Regions from separate parts of the Mus musculus genome. Here region 2 is linked to region 1. The links are chromatin contacts, called in public promoter capture Hi-C maps. All regions are on one chromosome and are shown on one strand. Each heading gives the region's core, a stretch centred on a gene start, on an enhancer-like site or on the middle of the called end of the contact. The rest is flanking DNA. Distances are from core to core; before and after follow the strand shown. Region 1 holds the start of Zfp335 (zinc finger protein 335). Region 2 holds the start of Spata2 (spermatogenesis associated 2).

Evidence for each region. Capture Hi-C pulls out chosen DNA fragments and counts their contacts.
Region 2: a promoter capture Hi-C map of liver shows a contact between it and region 1, with 2.3 times the contacts expected there. The contact joins the promoter of Spata2 here to the promoter of Zfp335 in region 1. A contact is called at or near these places in 1 of 39 promoter capture datasets (liver) and 1 of 9 other capture datasets (liver).

Annotation. Positions count from the first base shown.
Region 1 is chr2:164,910,453-164,915,965 of GRCm38.p6, reverse strand. Zfp335 (zinc finger protein 335) reads left to right here and starts at 4,216. Exons shown (of 28, transcript NM_199027.2): 1 at 4,216-4,449; 2 at 5,094-5,344. The coding sequence starts at 5,144. Zfp335os (zinc finger protein 335, opposite strand) reads right to left here and starts at 4,533. Exons shown (of 2, transcript NR_166490.1): 1 at 4,216-4,533.
Region 2 is chr2:167,490,278-167,495,629 of GRCm38.p6, reverse strand. It overlaps Spata2 (spermatogenesis associated 2), which reads left to right and starts at 2,756. Exons shown (of 3, transcript NM_170756.2): 1 at 2,756-2,871. It also overlaps a transcript of Rnf114 not described here.

The DNA.
Region 1 (5,513 bases), core at 2,967-5,466:
GAGGCATGCCTGTGAAGGTATACTATTACTTTGTCCCCATCTTACCCCTACTCCCTACCCATGATGTGATTGGTCCTTTACATTTGTCCCAGGCCCCAAAGCAGAGACATCTGACTGGAGAGAAACCTCTGACTTGATCCAAAGGCAATCATCCTCTCCTCCAGTCGTTACTGAAAAGGTTCAGATTCAGGGTGTGTGCTGGCTAGTTCTTTTTGTTGTTGTTTGTTTGTTTTTGGAGACAAGGTTTTTCTGTGTAGCCCTGGCTGACCTGGAACTCCCTCTGTAGACCAGACTGGCCTCGAACTCAGAAATCTGTCTGCCTCTACCTGCCAAATGCTGGGATTAAAGGCGTGCGCCACCACTGCCCGGCATGCTGACTAGTTTTATGTCAACTTGATAAAAACCACAGTTAGAGAGGAGGGAGCCTCTCTATGACTGGGCTGTTGATAAGTAAGCCATGAAACAATTTAGTGATTAATGTAGGAGGGCCCAGCCCATTGTGAGTGATGCCACCCTGAGCTGGTGGTCCTGGGTTCTATAAGAAAGCAGGCTGAGCAAGCCAGGAGGTGAAAGCTGTAAAGCCGTATCCTCCATGGCCTCTGCATCAGCTCCTGCCTCCAGGTTCCTGCCCTGCTTGAGTTCCTGACCTCACTGAGGATGAACTGACGTGTAAGAGAAACTAATAAACCCTCTCCTTCTCAGGTTGCTTTTGATCGTAATTTTTTTTTTTTTTTTTAAGACAGGGTTTCTCTGTGTAGCCCTGGCTGTCCTGGAACTCACTCTGTAGACCAGGCTGGCCTCGAACTCAGAAATCCGCCTGCCTCTGCCTCCTGAGTGCTGGGATTAAAGGCGTGCACCACCACACCTGGCCTTAAGTTGCTTTTGATCGTAATATTTAATCATAGCAAAAAAAAAAAAAATTCCAAAGCAGGGTTCAAAAGCTATATTGAAATTGATTTTTCTTTGTTAAATTAACTTACTAGAAGAGATATGAATGAATAGACAGGCAGACAGCAACATGGCAGGGCACCGAGGGGTCAGCCAGCCCAAACCTTTTGGTTACTGCAGATAACTTGCCAGTAACAACAATTAAAGACAACCAATCAAAAAACAAAAACCCCCAATATCTTAGATACATTTCTTGTTTTTTGGGTTTTTTTTTTTTTTTTTTCGAGACAGGGTTTTTCTGTGTAGCCCTGGCTGTCTTGGAACTCACTTTGTAGACCAGGCTGGCCGCGAACTCAGAAATCCACCTGCTTCTGCCTTAGATACATTTCTATTGCTGTTTAGAGACCCCATGACCAAGGCAACTTATAAGGGAAAAAAATTATTCTGATTCATGGTTCCAGAGGGTAAGAGTCCATGGTCATGCTGCCCAGGAGCATGGCAGCAGGCAGGGAGGCATGAAGCTGGCCCCATAGCTAAGAACTTCCATCCGGATCCACTAGTCAAAGGCAGAAAGAGCTAACTAAATGGGCTGAGCTTTTGAAACCTCGAAGCCCACCTCTCAATGACACGCCTCTTCCAAATAGGCCATAACCCCTAATCCCTCCCAAACCAATTCCACCAGCTGGGAACCAAGCATTCAGATATAGGAGCCTACAGGAGCCATTCTCACTTCAGATGCTATGAAGTGCGGGGCCCGGTGAGATGCATCTGTAATTCTGATGCTCAGGAGGGAGAAGCAGGAGTGTGGGTTACACAGTGAGACTGTTTAAAATGACACTGACACATCCCTACAGCACCTGGTACGGTTCCTCCTCTTCCTTCTTGGCTTCTGTTTTCTCAACTGTCCACTCTAATGTCCTTTAGGTGAGAGCAGCTGTCTTCTCCACTTGCAGAATTTTTTCTGACAACATGTTCTGCTGAGAACCCTTGATTGGCAGTGAGAAAACCAGGGTTTGAACTGGCCTTAGTGGCTCATACCTACAATTCAGGCCCTTGGGAGGTAGAGGCAGGAGTATTCGGAGGTCATGGTCAGCCTTGGCTAAGCAGCAAGTTCAAGGCCAACCTAGGTCTCAATAGACCCAGGGTGTAGGTGTCTATGTGCACATACCTTTTTGTTTTATCTCCATTATTTAACACTTATTATGTGCATGCATGTCTGTGTAGAGGTATGTACAAGTGACTGCAGTTGTCCAAGAAGGGCCAGAAGAGGATGCCCCTGGAGCTGGAGTTATTGGTTAGCTGTAGCCATCAGAAGTGGCTGCTGGGAACTAAACTTGCTCCTTCTGCAGGAAGAGTCTATGTCATAGTCACTGAGCCAACTCTCATGCAGTTCCCCAAACCCAAGCCAACAGAGGCAGGAAGCAGAGGGTGAGCAAACAAAACCAGCAGCCCTGAGAACCTGAGCCACAGCTGCCTCTCTTGGCCCCGCCCCTTTCTGTTCTATGGTGAAGCTGCTAGTGTCTCTCTAGACCAGGATCTTCTGGAATCCTGTCCCCTGGTTAGGGCTGGACTTCAGCTGGGCTGGCTGAAGATGTGATGGCTATGAGCTCAGTGCGACCACCCCTGGATGTCCTGGCCTAAGTGACCTTGTCAAGAGACAGAAGGCATCCAGTAGGATACAGGAAGGATATAAAGAAGTTGTTAAAACCAACCCGCCATGAAGCTAGCCCAAATGTAGGTCTCAAGGATTGTTCTAGAGGCCTGATAATGCTGGGTGGGAAGGAGGTACAGTGAGGATGGGCCTCCTCCACAGGCCTCTTGGTCTATTTCTATCAAAGAGGAAACACGAGGAAGGGAGAACTTTCTGTGACAAGAGCGTAGGAGCCCTTGTGTCCAGGTGCTAGTGATAACTCAAAGCCACTTGTCCTTTTCACTGAATTCATTTTTCTTCTCCTCTTTTTTTTTTGTTTGTTTATTTTTTGAGACAGGGTTTCTCTGTGTAGCCCTGGCTGTCCTGGAACTCACTCAGTAGATCAGGCTGGCCTCGAACTCAGAAATCCGCCTGCCTCTGCCTCCCAAGTGCTGGGATTAAAGGAGTGTGCCATCACCGCCCCGCTTTTTTTTTTTTTTTTTTTTTTTTTAGTACACGGTTTTTGTGTCCTGAAACTAACTCTGTAGACCAGGCTGGCTTTGAACTCACAGAGATCCACCCGTTTCTGCCTTTCCATTTCTGGGTTTAAAGGTGTGTGCCACCACTCCCTGGCTCTTTCCATTTCCTTTTCTTTCTCTCTTTTTTTTTTCTTTTCTTCTTCTCTTCTCTTTTCTGTTTTGAGATATGGTCTCGCTATGTAGACCTGGCTGTTCCGGAACTATGTAGAGCAGACTGGCCTCAAACTCACAGAAATCCGCCTGCCTCTGCCTCCCAAGTGTTAGGACTCAAAGGCGTGCAGCACCAGGGCCCGGCTTTAAGCATGTATTTATTGTTATGTCTGTAAGTGCACACATGACACTAAGAGCGCGTGGAGGTGGGTGGACAGCCTGGAAGAGACGGTTCTCTCCTTTTACCATGTGGTTTCTGGGAAAAACTTACTACATAGCTCCAGCTGGTCTATGTAAGTCAAGTGAGGTTAGCCTGCCTCTCCGGAGTGCTAGATTAAAAGCATGAGCCACCACCACACTGGGCCCAAGGACTGTAGACTTCTAAAAATACCTAACACTGCCTGCGTGCGTGCATGCGCGTCTATGAGCGCGTGTGTATGCTAGGAATAGGACGCAGGGCCTCGTGTTTGCCACTGAGCTAATTCCCCAACTTCTAAACACACCTACACTGATCAGAGGACAGCTGGGTGTCTGGCCCTCCAGTCCTAGTAAGAAATACAGCTGCGAAGTGCACCGTGGCCTAAGCATTAACTCTTCTTCAAACATCCCTGACCTCTGCCATTACCCGATCCCCCAAGTCGCCTTAGTTGTGATTCCTGACCAGCCTTTCCTGTCCTCAAACCTCGGTTTTGCCATCTGTACTACGGCACAGCAAGCCCAACCCGGGAGAACCCGATCTGGCTCGAGTGGAGCTTTAAGCTACAGGTGAAAAACCAGGAAAATGACTGACGTTCCCTCCCCTCTGGACACCTCTAAACCATCCCAGGTCGCGACGGTTCTCTAAGCGACCCCTGGAGGTGTGGCTAGACGCTGGGGGCCACACCCACGAGAGCCGGGCGCCTCCGCCGCGCCTTGTCCGGCGAGTCCGGGCTGGGACCTGCGTGACGTCATGCCACTTCCCGTGTAGCCCTCCGCCACACGAAAAAGTAGTCCCCGTACCCAGCTGACCTCAGCCCTAACACCGGGCAGCATGTGACTTCTAGAGTCCTCCTGGACCCGACGACGGCTCTGAGTCCTCCGAGAGGCCTTCTGAAACCCCGCAGATCTCTCTCTCCCGGGGGGACGGCGGCGGAAGTAGTTCCGGTTCGAGGGCGGCCGATGGGTTCCTCCGCGACGGGGGTGAGAGGATGGCGACCTCGTCGATGCCGGAGTCGGAGAGCGACACAGCAGCCAGAGGCTCAGGTTAGCGGCAGCCGGAGGCGGGCTGCCCCTCCGCACACTGCCGTGCACCGGGGCCCTGCCGCGAGGCTGCCGGGTGGCGGACTCCCGGGCCGGCGGGGCTGTCCGAACAGGGCCCCGGGGTCCCAGGCCCTTTAGCCGCTCTCGCATTTGCCTGAGCGGAAACCCAGCGCCGCCACAAGATGGCGCCGGGCCTGGAGCTCAGGCAGCGCCGGGGACAGCCCCGAGACACCAGGCCCCGCGACCGTCGCTGTCAGCCCCCTCCGCAGGGGAGTCCGGGGAGGGGGAGTGAACCACTGACCCCGGGGGCCTGCGGGCTGTACCACCGGCTCCTCATCCGAGGGGACACGGGGGCCGGAGCGCCGGGCCGCTGTGTCCGCCCAGGGTCGATTCATGCCTCTGGGAGGAGCAAGGAGCCGTGATCACCCACCGGGACCACCCTTCTTCCCAAAGGGTCCTAGCCTGAGAGGCCAGGCGTCCCTATTCTTTTCTGGAAGGTTCCCTTTCCAGGAAACCCCGTCCCATCTAGTCCGATGCTCAGTCTTTGCATCTGCAGAATGGGCACACCGGTGCATCTGGGTGGGTTCTGCTTGGCCGGGCCCGAAAGGTGGACCACTTGTTGCAACCATGGTCGTATCGCCCAGCAGAGTGAAAGCCTCAAACCCCGCGCTTCGCTGTCAGTCGGTCCCCAGAACCAATGGAGGAGAACGAGGTGGAGAGCAGTAGCGACGCGGCCCCTCGGCCCGGCCAGCCTGAGGAGCCTTCTGAGAGCGGCCTGGGTGTGTGCACCTCGGAAGCTGTGTCCGCGGACAGCAGCGACGCTGCGACCGTCCCAGGATTAACGGAGGCTGACGACTCTGGCGTCGGGCAGAGCTCGGACGGTGGCAACCACTCTGTGGTATGGATCAGTGTGGATGGTGTGGGCAGGGGGACCGTCAGCAAAGCCTACTTGTAGAAAATAACTGTTTTTGAGGCAGACGCCAAGCCATGCCATGCCAAACTGCTGTGGTCGGTTTTGACAAGTCCCATGGCTAAGAGACATACTTAAACCACTTGTTTCCAGAATC
Region 2 (5,352 bases), core at 1,507-4,006, 2.6 Mb before region 1:
AGCCTGGTATCAGGGATGGGGAGGCCAGAGGGATGAAAAAGCGAGATGTAGTGGTGCGCACCTTTAATCCCAGTACTCAGGAGGCAGAGGCAGGTGGCTCTCTCTGAGTTTGAGCCTAGCCTGGTCTACAGAGTGAGTTCCAGGCAGGACAGCCAGGGCTACAGAGAGACTGTCTTGAAAAAAAGAAAAAAACCAAAAGTCCAGTCAATGACAAATGATGCTTAATGTCTTACATTTTAAAACTTATTTTGTAGCTGGGTAGTGGTGGTGCATGCCTTTAATCCCAGCACTTGGGAGGCAGAGGCAGGCAGATTTCTGAGTTCGAGGCCAGCCTGGTCTACAGAGTGAGTTCCTGGACAGCCAGGGCTACACAGAGAAACCCTCTCTCACAAAAACAACAAAAAATTATTTTGTGTGTATGAACATTTTTTTTTTTTTGGTCTGAATGTATGTCTGTGCACCACATGTGTGCAATGCCCTCAGAGGCCAGCCAGCCAGCGGGTGTCTAATTCCCTGGGTCTGGCATGTGGATCTGGGGAACCCAGGTCCTCTGCAGTTCATCTCAGGGAGTTGCCACTAAATGTGGCAATTAGGGGTTTAGAGAAAGCTGTGAAGAGTCAGGTGGCAAGCTGTCAGCAGGTGTAGACTGTGCAGGTCCTGCAGGAAAATCAGCGATTGTTTTGCCCACCTGGTTTCCATGATTAGGGAACTAAAACTCCAGCTTCATTCAGGAGATAAGAGGCAGGCTGAGCTCCACGAGTCGAAGAGTAGCCTGGACTGCAAATGAGTTCCAGGCCAGCAGGTTAACACCAAGCTCTTGACTGACCTAGACTACCCATCTCTAACATCAAGTCCTTTAGGGCCTTGGTGCCTGTGCTCACTGTGAACTAAGCAGTTTCTATTATTATTATTTTAAAGATTTATGAGTGTACACCTGCATGCCAGAAGAGGGCATCAGATCCCATTATAGATGGCTATGAGCTTCTTCATGTGGTTGCTGGGAATTGAACTCAAGACCTCTGGAACCGCAGGCAGTGCTCTTAACCACTGAGCCATCTCTCCAGCCCCACTAAGTAGTTTCTTTTTTTTTTAATTTTTAAAAATGATTTATTTACTTATTTTATGTATATGAGTACACTGTAGCTGTACAGATGGTTGTGAGCCATCTTGTGGTTGCTGGGAATTGAACTCAGGACCTCTGCTCACTCTGGCCCAAAGATTTATTTATTATTATATGTAAGTACACTAGCTGTCTTCAAGACACACCAGAAGAGGGCATCAGATCTCATTACGGATGGTTGTGAGCCACCATGTGGTTGCTCAAATTTGAACTAAGGACCTTCCAAAGAGCAGTCATTGCTCTTAACCACTGAGCCATCTCTCCGGCCAACTAAGCAGTTTCTTTTCTTTTCTTTTCTTTTTTTTTTTTTCTTTTTGGTTTTTTTGAGACAGGGTTTCTCTGTATAGCCGTGGCTGTCCTGGAACTCACTCTGTAGACCAGGCTGGCCTCGAACTCAGAGATCTGCCTGCCTCTGCCTCCCAAGTGCTGGGATTAAAGGCATGCACCACCACTGCCTGGCTAGCAGTTTCTATGTAATTCATTCTGGCTACATCTCACCAGGGAGCTGGTATTATTATTGTTGTTGTTGCTATTGCTTTTAGCAGGTATTATGATGCAGGTCAGAGACTAAGTGGCAAGATCAAGGACACACTGCTAGTAGCCAGTTAAGTCCACACTGGGTGTCTCCCCACCCTCTTTTTTTCCTTGTTTGGAATGGAACCCAGGAAATACACACAATCTAGACAAGGGTTCTAGGACTGGGCTGCAGCTCCAACCTTTTATTTATTTATTTATTTTTTTGAGGGAGGAGCTCGATAAGTTACTCACCCTAGCTTTAAACTCACACTCCTCCTGACTCAGCTTTCCAAATAGTTAGGATTACAGAACCACACAGTGAGGTCGTCTATGAATTAATAGGAATCTACTATTTCCATTAATAATAATAATGCCCAGTTATTACTTGAGAAAGAGTTTCCCTATGTAGCAATTTCCTTTTACCTATATGAGCATGTTGCCTGAATCTACCTATGTGCATCACGTACATGCCAGATAACCGTGGAGGTGAGAGGTCAGATCCGCTGGTACTGGTGTTAATGGATGGTTGTAACCCGCCACGTGGGTGCTGGGAACGGAACCCAGGTACTCTGCAAGCAACAAGTGCAAACTGCAGAGCCCTCTCCTAAGCCTTTTTGACCCCGCCACCCCACCCCACCGGCATCCTTAACCTCCATAGCCAGCAGTAACACCCAAGGCCCTCTCCAGTCTCGCATGACCTCCGTCGTTCCTTCATTGAAATGGGATCGCAGGTCTTCCTGTCAGTCCGGGCTCTCCAGCACTGTCCTGACCAAGGGGAAGTTGATGAGGTGAAAAAAAACCCCAAGAAAACAAAAACCAATCTCCCCGCTCGCTCAGCAACCTGTTTCCATGACAACCCGGCCAGCCAGCGTCGGTGAAGCTCCGCGCGTCACTTCCAGTTAATTTGCTTCCGGGTTCCGCTCGTGCCTCCCCGCGGTCCCTAGGAGTGAGGTCCGGTTCTACGGAGAAGCGCTTGCCCTCCGCCTACTGCCGCCGCCTCTCCGTTCCTCGCGTACACCAGCTCGCCACAGGCTTCCGCCGCTCACGCCTGGGCCCAGCGCGCAGCCGCGATCCAGCCTTCCTCAGGGCCCGCCTTCGTGCGTCACTTCCGGAACAAATACTTCCGGGCTGCTTTTGCCCCCGGTACTGTTCTCGGTTCCCGGAGCCGGCGGGAGCGGCCGGGCCGTGTGGGCCTGTGCTTTGGAGGCGCTCGCTTTCCTGGCAGGCAGCGGTGGGTGAGTGCGGGTGGGGCAGGAGGGTGGACCCCTGCGCGCGCTGTCACCGGCCAGGCCCTCGGCTCTGTCCCGCGGCCGCGGCGGCTCCGGGCGGCTGGTCGCAGCACTGGCTCCCCGGTGATGGCACACGCGCCCCCGGCGCCCCCGGCGCCCCCGGGGGCAGGCACCGCGCTATGGCTCTCAGTAGGGAGGGGAGGCTGATCTAGCTTTGGATTTACCGAGTGACCTTGGCTGAGTCGCTCTGCTTCGGGATCCTTGGTCTCCCGGTCTATGGAGGAGGGACGCGGCGGCCTTCCGGGCCCGCGGTGGGCGTGGAAAGAGGACCCGGGTGTTGCACGGTGTCGGGGTGCAGCAGCGATGTTATGACAGGTCCCGGTATTTCAGTGACAGACGGAGGGGCGTTTGCGAGAGCTTGCCCAGTTTGTGCGATGCCCTGGGTTCTGACCCTAGTCCCCAGCACCACCGACAAAAGACACCACCAGTGGGAACTCCTTCCTTTGAGCTTGGGCGTTTTCCCCGCTGCCATGTCGGTCAGAGGAAGACGGCTCGCAGAGCTTGGAGTAGCCGCCACAGGTTTACATTCCCTGTAGAGAGGGGACTTGGCTCCCTTCAGAACCGAGAGAGGCTCTCCGGGGAGGGAAGCCAGGCTCCAGCACAGCCAAGGTTGTTTTCAGAGCTTTGGAAGGCCCCGGTGGCAGTGTTTCTGTAGGCTAGTAGGGGTGTAGGGCCCTTGTATTGTTTTACAGCCAGTAGGAGATGCCAGGGGTGGATCTGGGAGCCTCTTGCTTAGAATGAATGCATAGAGGTTGGGAGGAGGGAACGGTGGTAGAGCCACATCCCTGATCCTGTGTGGAGACTGAAGCTGGATCAGGGATGTGTAAACATGTAGTTGGAGAACTGGGACCCAAATAGCATGTGCCAGTATAGAGAGGGAATGCATTTCAGCGTTGCCACGGGGCTTATTTTTCTTGAGTGGGCCAGCAAAGATAAAGGTGAACCATTGCTCTCCTTCCCGGATTATTTTGGTTCTGTTTAGCTGAATTTTAAATGCGTTCAGCTTTCCACACTGGGTCCTGGCGACTGTGCGCCAGCCTCGTCTTCACTGAATTGCTTTACAAAGGGGCCCAGATAAGTGCAGGAGGTGCCACCCAGAGCCGATGGCACTAAGCATCCTTCTGCTTATGTGTTCCGGATATTCACAGAGCTTTATTTTTTTCCCCCTGCCAGCCTGGTATGGCTTGGCATTCCAGTCATTGGGTTGCTTGGAGAAATTAACAGCTTCTGTCTCTGGGCTGTCTTGCTCTCCAGTAACCAGGCTGTGTTTAGCAAAGAACGTGTTTTTTGTTGTGTTTTCTAGAGTGTTGGGAATAAATTGCTGGCTCTGTGCTCAGAAAAGACAGCAGTTAGGGCCAGCCACAAGGCAGCCTGTATTCTTATTCAGCAGGGATGATGTAACTGCCTCACTGCTGGCTGGTCTCTGGCCAGCCTTTCTCCTGGGCTTTTGAGCTTACATCACAAAGAGATTGGTGTGGGAAGATGGCAGTTTTGCTACTACCAGACTTTGCTTCCCAGCCATAGGGCGTTTTGACTGACCAAGCCTCTCAAGGAGCCCAGTCCAGAAGATGCAGCAAGAAGATGGCTTTTGCCTAGGGTTAGATTCAAATCCAGGTCTCAGATCCGCTCCTTCTTGGCCCTGTGACTTCAGTTTCTTCTGAAATATTAGAGTCATCCTATGGATCTTACTGATTTTTGAGCAGCTGGCACGGGGCCTGCTTGTGGTGACCCCTTTGTAATTGGTACCAATTGTAGCCAGAAACAAGTGAGCTGAATGAGAGGAAGTCAGTTCTTGGGGCCTGTTGGCCCTTTTGGCTCTGCCAGAGACATTGATTGCAGCTGAGCCTCTGTTTCCCCAATTGCTTCAAGGATGCAGTGGCAGATGTGATTAAACTGGGGAGCCTGTCGTGCCACTTGGAACGTAGTAGGCCCTTGTTCACTGTTTCATTCTCTTACCCCGCTTTGTGTGGTTGTTTTCTGGTGTTCACACCTGTGCATCTAGCCAAAGAGGAAGCCAGAGATTGCATGACTTTCTCTTAATCTTTCCACTTTAAATTTTCTTTCATTATTTTTATTTTATGTGATTGGGTATTTTGTTTTCATGCATGTTTGGACTGTGAGTCTCTAAAAGAGTGTCAGATTCCCTGGGGCTAGAGTTACAGGCTGTTGTAAGCCCCCATGTGGGTTCTGGGAATTAAATCCAGGTTCTCTGTAAAAGCAGACAGTGCTTTTAACCATTGAGCAATCTCTCCACACCTCTCCCACCACGCACACACATTTTTTTTAGGAAGACATTATTTTTATTAGATATTTTCTTCATTTACATTTCAAATGCTATCCCCAAAGCCCCCTATACCCTCTCTCCGCCCCATTTTTTTTTTTAATGTGTATATGCCTGTGCACTCTGGGCATCCGGGTGTGCACAGA